Linked DNA regions of Mus musculus: all the other regions are linked to region 1. Evidence: chromatin contacts called from public HiChIP or PLAC-seq and promoter capture Hi-C data. All regions are on one chromosome and are shown on one strand. The core of a region is the stretch at or near the end of the contact, and the rest is flanking DNA. Distances in the headings are between cores, read along the strand shown. Region 1 has its middle 22 kb from the start of Gm31562. Region 2 overlaps Traf3ip2 (TRAF3 interacting protein 2). Region 3 overlaps Fyn (Fyn proto-oncogene).

Region 1 (2,795 bases), core at 107-2,606:
AGACTCTGTGAAATGGCTGACTTAGAGTTTCAAACAGTGTTTTTAGAGAATTGCAGGGGTGGGGGACCAAGTGGGGAGATGCACTGGAGTGCCAAAAAACGGCCACAGGGACCAAATACAACAGTTCCCAGTGAGATCCTGGATGGCGAGGACAGAGCTTGGGTGTGATGGCATCCTTGCATGCATTCTACGATACATAATAAATCTCATTTAGGAATGTTTACTGGCATAACGATTATACTGTGGTTTTCCAGGGATATGTCTTTATTTTAAAGAACTTGTAGGGTAAAAGGTAAGAATTTCTGCAGATTCCTCTCTAAAGGTTCAAAGTTTGGCAAAGAATGAGGACATGTGCGTGTCACATGCAGAAGGCAGAATATACCATGGAATACAATGGAATGTCTAGGTGTGTGTGGGGTGTATGGATAGTCTTTTCATCCCTCTTGTAACCTGTCCCCAGAATTGAATAATTTCAAAATAAACAGAGGGTGGAAAAATGAATTGTCCTGATTTCACTCAGGCTCTGTATGCTGAGGGTCTGAATGCTGAACTGTCCGGTGCTTTTCTGAATGGAATCTTTTGACTCTAGGACCAGCTGTGTAATGACTGGGGTGCTTAAAAAAAAAGTCCCAGATGAAACAGATCCTGTCCCCTACCAAAGGGAAAAACCGAGTTCTACTCCTGAACAAATGGAGCTGCCCAGCTACGTGCCCTGCATCAGTGCTCTGGTGAATGGGACTCTGCTATGCACGGCGCAGCTGTTCGCTGGCACCTGAGAGCCATCTTCATCTTTGCATTAGGACAAAGCTCCCCCAAGACTGAGTGATGTTTTAAAAATATTGAATTTTTTACTAGGATCTTACAGCAACTGGGAAATTAAGATTCTGTAGAAGGATGGCACAACTGGAGATGAAAGTCCTTACTAAAAATAGAAATGAGTTCCCTCTTCAATGACTCAAGTATCAAGTTGGGTTTGCCTGGTGAGCAGAGGCTCAGGGCAGGCAAAGGGGAAGAGAGTATGGAAGAGTGTCTCTTTTTGTGTGTGTCTCTGTCTCTCTCTGTGTCGCTGTCTCTCTGTTTCTCTTTCTCTTTGTCTTTGTTTCTCTGTGTATTTCTGTGTCTTTCTGTCTTTTTATCTCTCTTTGTCTCTGTCTCTCTGTTTCTTTGTCTTTCTGTGTCTGTCTCTCTGTCTGTGTCTCTCGGTCTCTCCCTCCCTCCCTCCCTCCCTCCCTCCCTCCCTCCCTCCCTCCCTCCCTTCCTCCCTCCCTTCCTCCCTTCCTCCTAGTGCTATTGTGGCTCTAGCAAAGTCTCAGGCCAGGCTTCCTGCCAAGATCTTCTTTGTATTTCCCTGGCCTTCAGTCAAGTTCTGAGCGCTTTGTGCAAGTCCCTTCCTGTCTGCACCCCCACCCCTGCTCTTCCTCCTGTCCTGTCAGCCTTGCTTTCCTGTGTGCGCTTCCAGCCACAGCAATTTCTCCACAATTTGTTCTTATTTCCCTGGGAAGTAGAAATGATTGAAAATGAAAGCCAACCCTAACCACTCGCAGGTTAACAGGACAGGCAGGAGAGTGTTCAACAGGAAGAAAGGCCTCTTGGGAGTTCTGACTTCTCAAAAAGACTTAAACAGTCGAGTTTTAAGCAGACTCAAATGAACCGTGTACTACAGGCTGTAATCTGTAGCAAACAGACCTGGGTTGAGAACCCAGCTTCATCGTGACAGTGCAGTTACAGGTGAGTGTTAGGTTTAAGCTCTGAGGCATTCCCAGGTTCATATGTGGTAGGCTCTGTTCTCAGGGCATCTGTACACACATGAGACTATAGAGAATATTTCATATTCAAACCAGTGACATATCTTCCTTTCTGACTTGGTTTTGTAATGTGTGTGTGTGTGTGTGAGAGAGAGAGAGAGAGAGACAGAGAGACAGAGAGAGACAGACAGAGACAGAGACAGAGACAGAGAGAGACTGTCTGTCTATCTGTCTCTTGTTCACCGCTGTGTATGCCAGGCTAGCTGACCCAAGAACTTCTGGGTGAGTCTCCTTTCTCCACCTCCCATCTGGCTGTAGGCATGCTGGAATTACAGATACTCTTCTGGCTTTAAGTTGGCTTTAAGATTTGAACTTCGATCCTTACACTTGTGTAGCAAGTACTTTTACTCACTGAGCATCAACCCAAACCCCTTTATTAATTTCTTCTTTTTAAAAAATTTTTTCTCACCCACCAAGACTTAAACACACACACCCACACAACTTTGAAAGTTAAATAATTAAGGAGAGATTGAAGGTAGAAATACCATAAAGGCAGGGTTAGGGAGAGGAATTCACACATACCATAGTCAGGTATAATTGCTAGCCGATGCTACAACTTTACTGAGTTCCCTGGCAGCCAAAGAAAAGATGGGAACAAATAATTAAGAATAGCGAGGCCCCTGAGATTAAGAACATACATAGGATTATAATTCTTTACTTGAGCTTTTTTTTTTTTTCTTGTAGATTCTCATAAGGAGACCAAGTAGCAAGGGATGCCTAGCCTCAGTGTATCTTTACTTTCATAACAGACACGATGATCCGCTGCAGAGAACGGATCTTAGAACAGCTTTATTTAAGCTGGCGATGTACAGCTGGTGTGAAGTCTTAGGAAAGCAGCTTTGTGAGAAGCTAAAACAGCATCCTGTGTGTATACAGACCTCCAAGGCCCTACATTCCGCATAGGCTTGAGAGCTCTGTACACACAGGAATAAACAGCCTTGTGTCCTCTAGGCAGTGTGATCTTCTATAGCTCTTACTTCTGACAGTCAG
Region 2 (2,795 bases), core at 125-2,624, 380 kb before region 1:
AGACTGGCTTTCTAATGGCATCATTTGATTTGTGTAGTAACTACTCAGATGCCTAGAGGAGGCAAGGAAGTCGGCCTATCAATGGGGAGATACTGATGGCGCATCCAGTCCCTTCTGTGACGAGGAGAAGCCAAAGACATTAGGGCCAAGAAACCAAATTTGGAGACCACATGGCTATAGCTGGCACAGTCATTGGGTTGAACTGTGTGTATTACTGGCTGGCTTTTCAATATACTAGCACAACTAAACAGGTTTGTCCAGGAACTGGTAGGGACCTGGAGTCCTTCCCAAGTACCAACTGCTGGTTCCTGGGACTGGCAGGTTCTTAGAGATGTAGACAGAATGTCAGTATTCTGGGAATGTGCAGACATGATACAGACAGCTAAGGGATAGAAATATCCAGTCAGTCATGACCTTCATGGATCAGTTTATTTCTAAGAATACTATTTTTCAGACTCCACAGGCTGGCACTGGGTAAGACTGGATATGAGGCAGACTTAGCTCCTGACCCTTAGCCAGACCCTTGAATTTTACCACCTTACCTTAGCTTCCACTTTGGGTTGTAAACTCAAACAAGTGGTTCACACTGACAGAGATCCTAAAGACTCAGATGATAAGGGTGCTGCTTACACACCTTCCCTGCCCTCTACCCACAGGGTGGATGGTGGTCAACTTTTCTTTCCCCTGGGGAAAAGGTGGCCTGAGGCTACTGACTGTGTCCTGCCCTATGCTGCTTACTTAGTCCTTGCAGTGAGGTGTGATGATCCCCGATCTCCGTGCAGGATGAGACTGAAACTGGGTTGTGAGTTCAAGTCCAGTGACTTCCCTGCTCTTTCTCTAATGTCAGAATCCTTGGTAAAAAACAAGCCAGAGAAACCAGGGCCACTCTTGCCTTCAGACACACAGTTCCCACAGGACAGTGTGAAAGTCACAGGTCTAGTCTGGCTTCCTAGTTAAATAGAAATGGTCTCTAACGTATCTCTAAATCTACAAAGGACAAGATGGCAAGCAGTCCATAAAACAGCTAGCTCTGAAGCTGGGTAATATTTCCTCCAAGTTGTTGAGCAAGTTTGATTCCTTCTAAATTCTCCCATGGTTTAAGTGTAACCAAGCCCCACGGCACAGGTTAGGGAGTAGAATGTTCCCCACCTATCACAAAAGAACAAATATCTCTTTGGTTAAGTGTTTTCTTGTGCCAAATGCTTTGAATATCACTTCACTTATCTTCACAGCACCGTGTATAGTGATGATCCATTTTGTGAACAGGGTTGCAGAAGGGCAGGATTTAAGAACTTGGGCCATGGCCACATAGCCTGTGCTTAGGAGGCTAATGTGACACATGCTTTTTTGGCATGACAGAAGTGTCCTTCCCAATTTTCACTTGCCTCTCTGAAAAAGGGAGGAACAGAATGTAACAGCTACAATGCCCAGCCCACTCCACCACTCTAGCCTCCTAAAACTTCACACTTGTTGGTAAATAGCCAAGCAAACAAAGCTCTACTTCCTAGAACTTTGACTGATACCTCTAAGTTACTGGCAGGACCAGTTTGAGTACTGGGTGGAGGAGTGATGCTGCTTCATAGGTCTCAAGGTTCAAAATATCCTGAGCCATAGAAATAACTGTGGCATCCCCAAACATCCCAGTACCTTGAATGAAGAAACAACCCCCCTAGAGAGGGTGCCTGCCCCAGAGGAAGAGCCAGGCGCTGTGGTCCCTCACTCACCATCCGATGAATGTACTTAGTATGTAAGCCATGCTCGTCCTCGTCCAGCTGCGACTCAGCGCCTTCCACATCCTGTTTGTATTTGGGGCTGATTGCTACGATTATCATCACTGTCTTCTGTAATGAGAAGGAGGAAAGCATGTTTATGGAAGCAGGAAGCATGGTTCGTTTGGTGAAGGCCAGCTGGAAACTGGCCAGCAGGACCATACGCGGTCCCTGACCTGCTGGCCAGTACACGACCAGTCCCTCTGTGAAAGCAAAAGGCATCAGCGCCGCCCAACCCCCACAGGCCTGCTGTCACCTCTACCCCTCCCCACTGCCTCTGCGCCCAGCACCCACAAACATGCAGAACAAATGGTTCTGAGAGGAATTCTCCTGCCGTCCACAACCTTCTCTAATAAACATCTGATGAAATCTGAAATCACTGACTCTGCATGGAGGCAGAAAGACATCACCACTGCACGGAAAAGCACCCTTCTTCCCTGCAGCCTGATGTGAGCTGTCAGTCACCATGCACCTCCACTGCCCTGCTTCACCTGTGCACATCAGCACAGTCAGTAGGAGCAGACCCTTCAACACACAGCAAACGCCGGGCTGCAGGCAAAAGGAAGGCAGCAAAACCCAGCCTGCTGAGACTCCCACCCCACCCACTCCTGCCCAAAGAAGTACCCAGACACAGACATGCTGGCAGCAATCAATTTCTATCTTGTTAAAGCACAGAGTGTCCCAGTGGCTAGTATAGATTCTGTCTGTGGAAAACGAATCACAGGGCTGCAAGTGGGTGCCCTGGGGTAGCATGCTGCTTAGCTTTCAAAGCTGCCCAGAAACCTCTCAAGCCCAGTCCTACAAAATGCTTGGAATGGCCTCCAATTCAGCTGGGTTCTGCTGCACCCTCCCACCCCCCGCTATCATTTCCTCCTTTCCTATTCTGCTCTAGAAATTGTTTGTGCTGATTGTTATCAACCACCTGTGTCTGGTTTGACCATTATTTCCTGCCTCTGCATGTCCAGGAGGGTGACCCCATCCTTCCTTTCCAAGTTTTTGCATAGCTTCTAACAAGAGAGGCTTTGT
Region 3 (2,795 bases), core at 106-2,605, 270 kb before region 1:
GTCTAGAAAAAACGTCCCAAGAGGAGGGGACGTACAGAAGACAAGCATGACCACAGGTTGGTTTAAACTGTCTTCTGCTTTCCAATCTGGCAAAGTGCCTATGTTTCTGGGACCCTGTGGAGAGCAGTGTGTTGGGCCCAGGTACCTTCCTTTGGTTAGGAGAAAGGCTCGTAGCTGCAGGCAGTGTGCATGTGCTCTGCCTGTCCCTCACTCTCCAGCTGATGCAAATGCAGGCTCCTTCTGCCAGCCAGCAGAGTACGACAAGGAAGCCAGAAGACGTTTCTGATGTTTGATGGCAGTCTGCAGTTCCTATTTAAACACTTTAAAATCACAGAGGGTGACCATCTGCTTCCTTAGTGACGATTACCAAGAAACGTGGGCTGTACAAAGTGAGGGCTTGCTCCTGACCATTCATAAACAACTGCCAGGCAGCTCTGCCCAAAACAGCACAGAGGAGAGGACGATGCCCCTGTGAGCACAAAGCAGGACTACTGGTGGGCTGGGCAGACAGAGGAAGGTGCTCAGAGTCGGCTCAGGGACCTGTGCTGGCACCAGGCCCTGTCTGCATTCCCTAGGCCACCTCACAGAGCTGTCCAAGGATGGAAGTGGTAGAAATCAGTTTCCTGCCACCCTGCAAGCATTTTTAATCTTAAAAGGGACTAGGGAGAAATGAGTGATTTAAAAGCCCCCTTCGTTTATTTCATCTGGCTGTCAGCACAGCCTTGCTAGGAGGGGATGATGCTCCCAACAGTTCATCTCCATTTCCCAGCATCTGCCCTGCTCCCCTGACTACTAATCTAGGCGGAAGCTACAGCAGATGAACAAAGCTGTCCCTCCCAGAGACACCAGTGGTAGGAAGCCTAGAGACAGAGGCAGCGGAATACAAATGAAGCCGACTTCTGCCCAGGGACAGAGGTGCACCAAACTCTGGCCCTGGACAGTTCAGGGAGGCAGCTTGGCTCAGTTCTGCACGTGGGGCTCAGCACATGGCTTCTGGCAGCTCTGGGGATGATAAACTCCCCGTGTGGGCCTGTGGGGTGGTGTGGCCTGGTCACTTCACTACAGCCTTTTAAAAGCTCTGCCTGGGGAATAAGAGACGGGAAGAGGTTTGCTTTTCTTAAAAGATGGGTTCAGTTCTTTAGCAAGGAAAGAATTAAATTAAATTCAACAATTAACAGGATTCCACCTCCCCCCTTCTCTGCTGACATTTGCTGTTCAGGTCACAGCACACAGTGTGGGAATGGCGATGCTGTTGTTGACAGAGAACAAGAAATTCATACGCTGAGGGGAGCAGAGGGAGGGCACCTCGTGGTGAGATCAGCCTTGATCTGCCACTGGATTACAGGGCCTCTGAAGCAGCTGATTAATAATTCTGCAGGAGTCCTTGAGCTGGAACAGCGGCGGGCGGCCTGAGTCTAATAATCCCCAGTCATCAGAACAAAGGAAAGACAGGAACTGCATTCACAGCTCTGCATTGTGAAACTGGAAAGCTAAAAGAATCAGGGACCCAGTCCTTCCTGACCGTGTTTGTCAACCTAGCTGCCTGCTCCTTTGTGCTAAATGGCTACTGTGCTTTTTGAATCCAAAATCTGATTACATTTAATTAGCACCGGCATCTGGGATTTCTAATACACAAAGAGTTATTAAAGTAACAAATCTTTCTAAAATATGTTCTCCAAGAAAGAACGTGTTAATTTATGCAGTAACAATTTTTAACGTGAACGAATGAACATGGAAACTGTAACAATTATGAATTCTTTGTAGTCTAATTTATAAGTGAATTTTACTCTAGACAATAATCTATTCAATTTAAATGCTCAATACTGGGAGTATTTGAACAGACACATTTTTCTTGTTCTACTTAATATATAAACCAGTAACAAAGTTACCCAGAGTTCTGAGTGTTCTCCTTTTGTCCAAATAGTCCACAGACTCAAAGATTACATCGTTTTGACATGTGTTTCCTATATGCTCGTTTGGTTGCTGCCTTGGAACAAATCAACCAACCCACCAAACCCACAGAGAAACTCCATGTTCCTGCTCTTCATGATTCAAATGGGGACAAGGCCTGGCAGGAGGCAGTGGGAAGGCCCTGTACAGCATGGCTCGTGGGTACTATCTGTGGGCGTGTATGCAGAGGACGGCTGTATGTGTCTATAGGGTCAACTTATCACTGCTTTTGTTAATGCCACTGCCAACTGCACTAAGTCCTCTGTGGTGAGTGCTTCCTGTCTGTTCTCAGACCGTGTGACAATTTTGTTTGCAGAAGAAGGCAGGTTCAAAGCAACTTATCCCAGGTGCCCGAGCAGATCTGCAGAGATTCCAGGACTCATACTAAGATAATGCCACGACTTCTCCGGCCAGGCTCAGAGTCAGCCCAGGCCTGGCCATCTTTTTGAACAGAGTGAGGAATACAGAGAAAGGAGGTAGGAGGTCTGGGAGGAGAAAGTCCTGTGAGGGAGAACAGAAGCAAAGGACACCAAACAGCTCTGCCCTTTCTAAGCCACAGCCACCAGAGAGGGGGTCCCAGATGACTATGCTGAGGCCCAGAGAGGCTGCAACCCAAGGGAAGGCAGAGCTAGGCTAGCATCTGAGCACAGGTCTATCTAGCTGGGAAGCTAGCTCCTGAACTTCCCCCAGAGACCAGCTCACAGTGTGCAGCAAACACCGACATAAGCAACAACCTTCTCTAAGGGTTCTTGCAGGATTACAGAATTCTAGCACTCCATTTCTGGGAAGCCTGTACATACTGCACAGAGAGCAGAAAAGTGTGTCTGCAGAGAGCGAGGAGAAGG

What was found. HiChIP or PLAC-seq counts read pairs in DNA pulled down with a chosen protein or histone mark. Capture Hi-C pulls out chosen DNA fragments and counts their contacts.
Region 2: a contact with region 1 is called in a promoter capture Hi-C map of adipose tissue. The contact joins two enhancer-like sites. A contact is called at or near these places in 1 of 115 datasets of contacts at active chromatin or transcription factors (stem cell-derived neural progenitor cells) and 2 of 9 other capture datasets (adipose tissue and pancreatic islet).
Region 3: a contact with region 1 is called in an H3K4me3 HiChIP or PLAC-seq map of embryonic basal ganglia, with 3 times the contacts expected there. The contact joins two enhancer-like sites. A contact is called at or near these places in 1 of 484 Hi-C or Micro-C datasets (bone marrow-derived macrophages), 7 of 115 datasets of contacts at active chromatin or transcription factors (the NIH/3T3 cell line, bone marrow-derived macrophages, cardiomyocytes and 4 more) and 2 of 9 other capture datasets (adipose tissue and liver).

Annotation. Positions count from the first base shown.
Region 1 is chr10:39,265,347-39,268,141 of GRCm38.p6, reverse strand. No RefSeq gene overlaps it. Among named protein-coding and RNA genes, the nearest start is that of Gm31562, 22 kb to the right of the region's middle. Within about 2 kb of position 1,356, at least 138 of the 459 cell types and tissues checked have an H3K27ac peak or open chromatin away from gene starts, as enhancers often do. A contact at or near this core is called in adipose tissue, embryonic basal ganglia and stem cell-derived neural progenitor cells, where this site is marked.
Region 2 is chr10:39,645,895-39,648,689 of GRCm38.p6, reverse strand. Traf3ip2 (TRAF3 interacting protein 2) reads right to left here. Exons shown (of 9, transcript NM_134000.3): 7 at 1,725-1,841. All of the region lies in intron 2 of E130307A14Rik (RIKEN cDNA E130307A14 gene), which reads left to right. Among named protein-coding and RNA genes, the nearest start is that of Gm16364, 34 kb to the right of the region's middle. Within about 2 kb of position 1,374, at least 71 of the 459 cell types and tissues checked have an H3K27ac peak or open chromatin away from gene starts, as enhancers often do. A contact at or near this core is called in adipose tissue, where this site is marked.
Region 3 is chr10:39,539,776-39,542,570 of GRCm38.p6, reverse strand. The region is part of intron 12 of Fyn (Fyn proto-oncogene); the gene reads right to left. Among named protein-coding and RNA genes, the nearest start is that of Gm40627, 49 kb to the left of the region's middle. Within about 2 kb of position 1,355, at least 137 of the 459 cell types and tissues checked have an H3K27ac peak or open chromatin away from gene starts, as enhancers often do. A contact at or near this core is called in adipose tissue, embryonic basal ganglia and stem cell-derived neural progenitor cells, where this site is marked.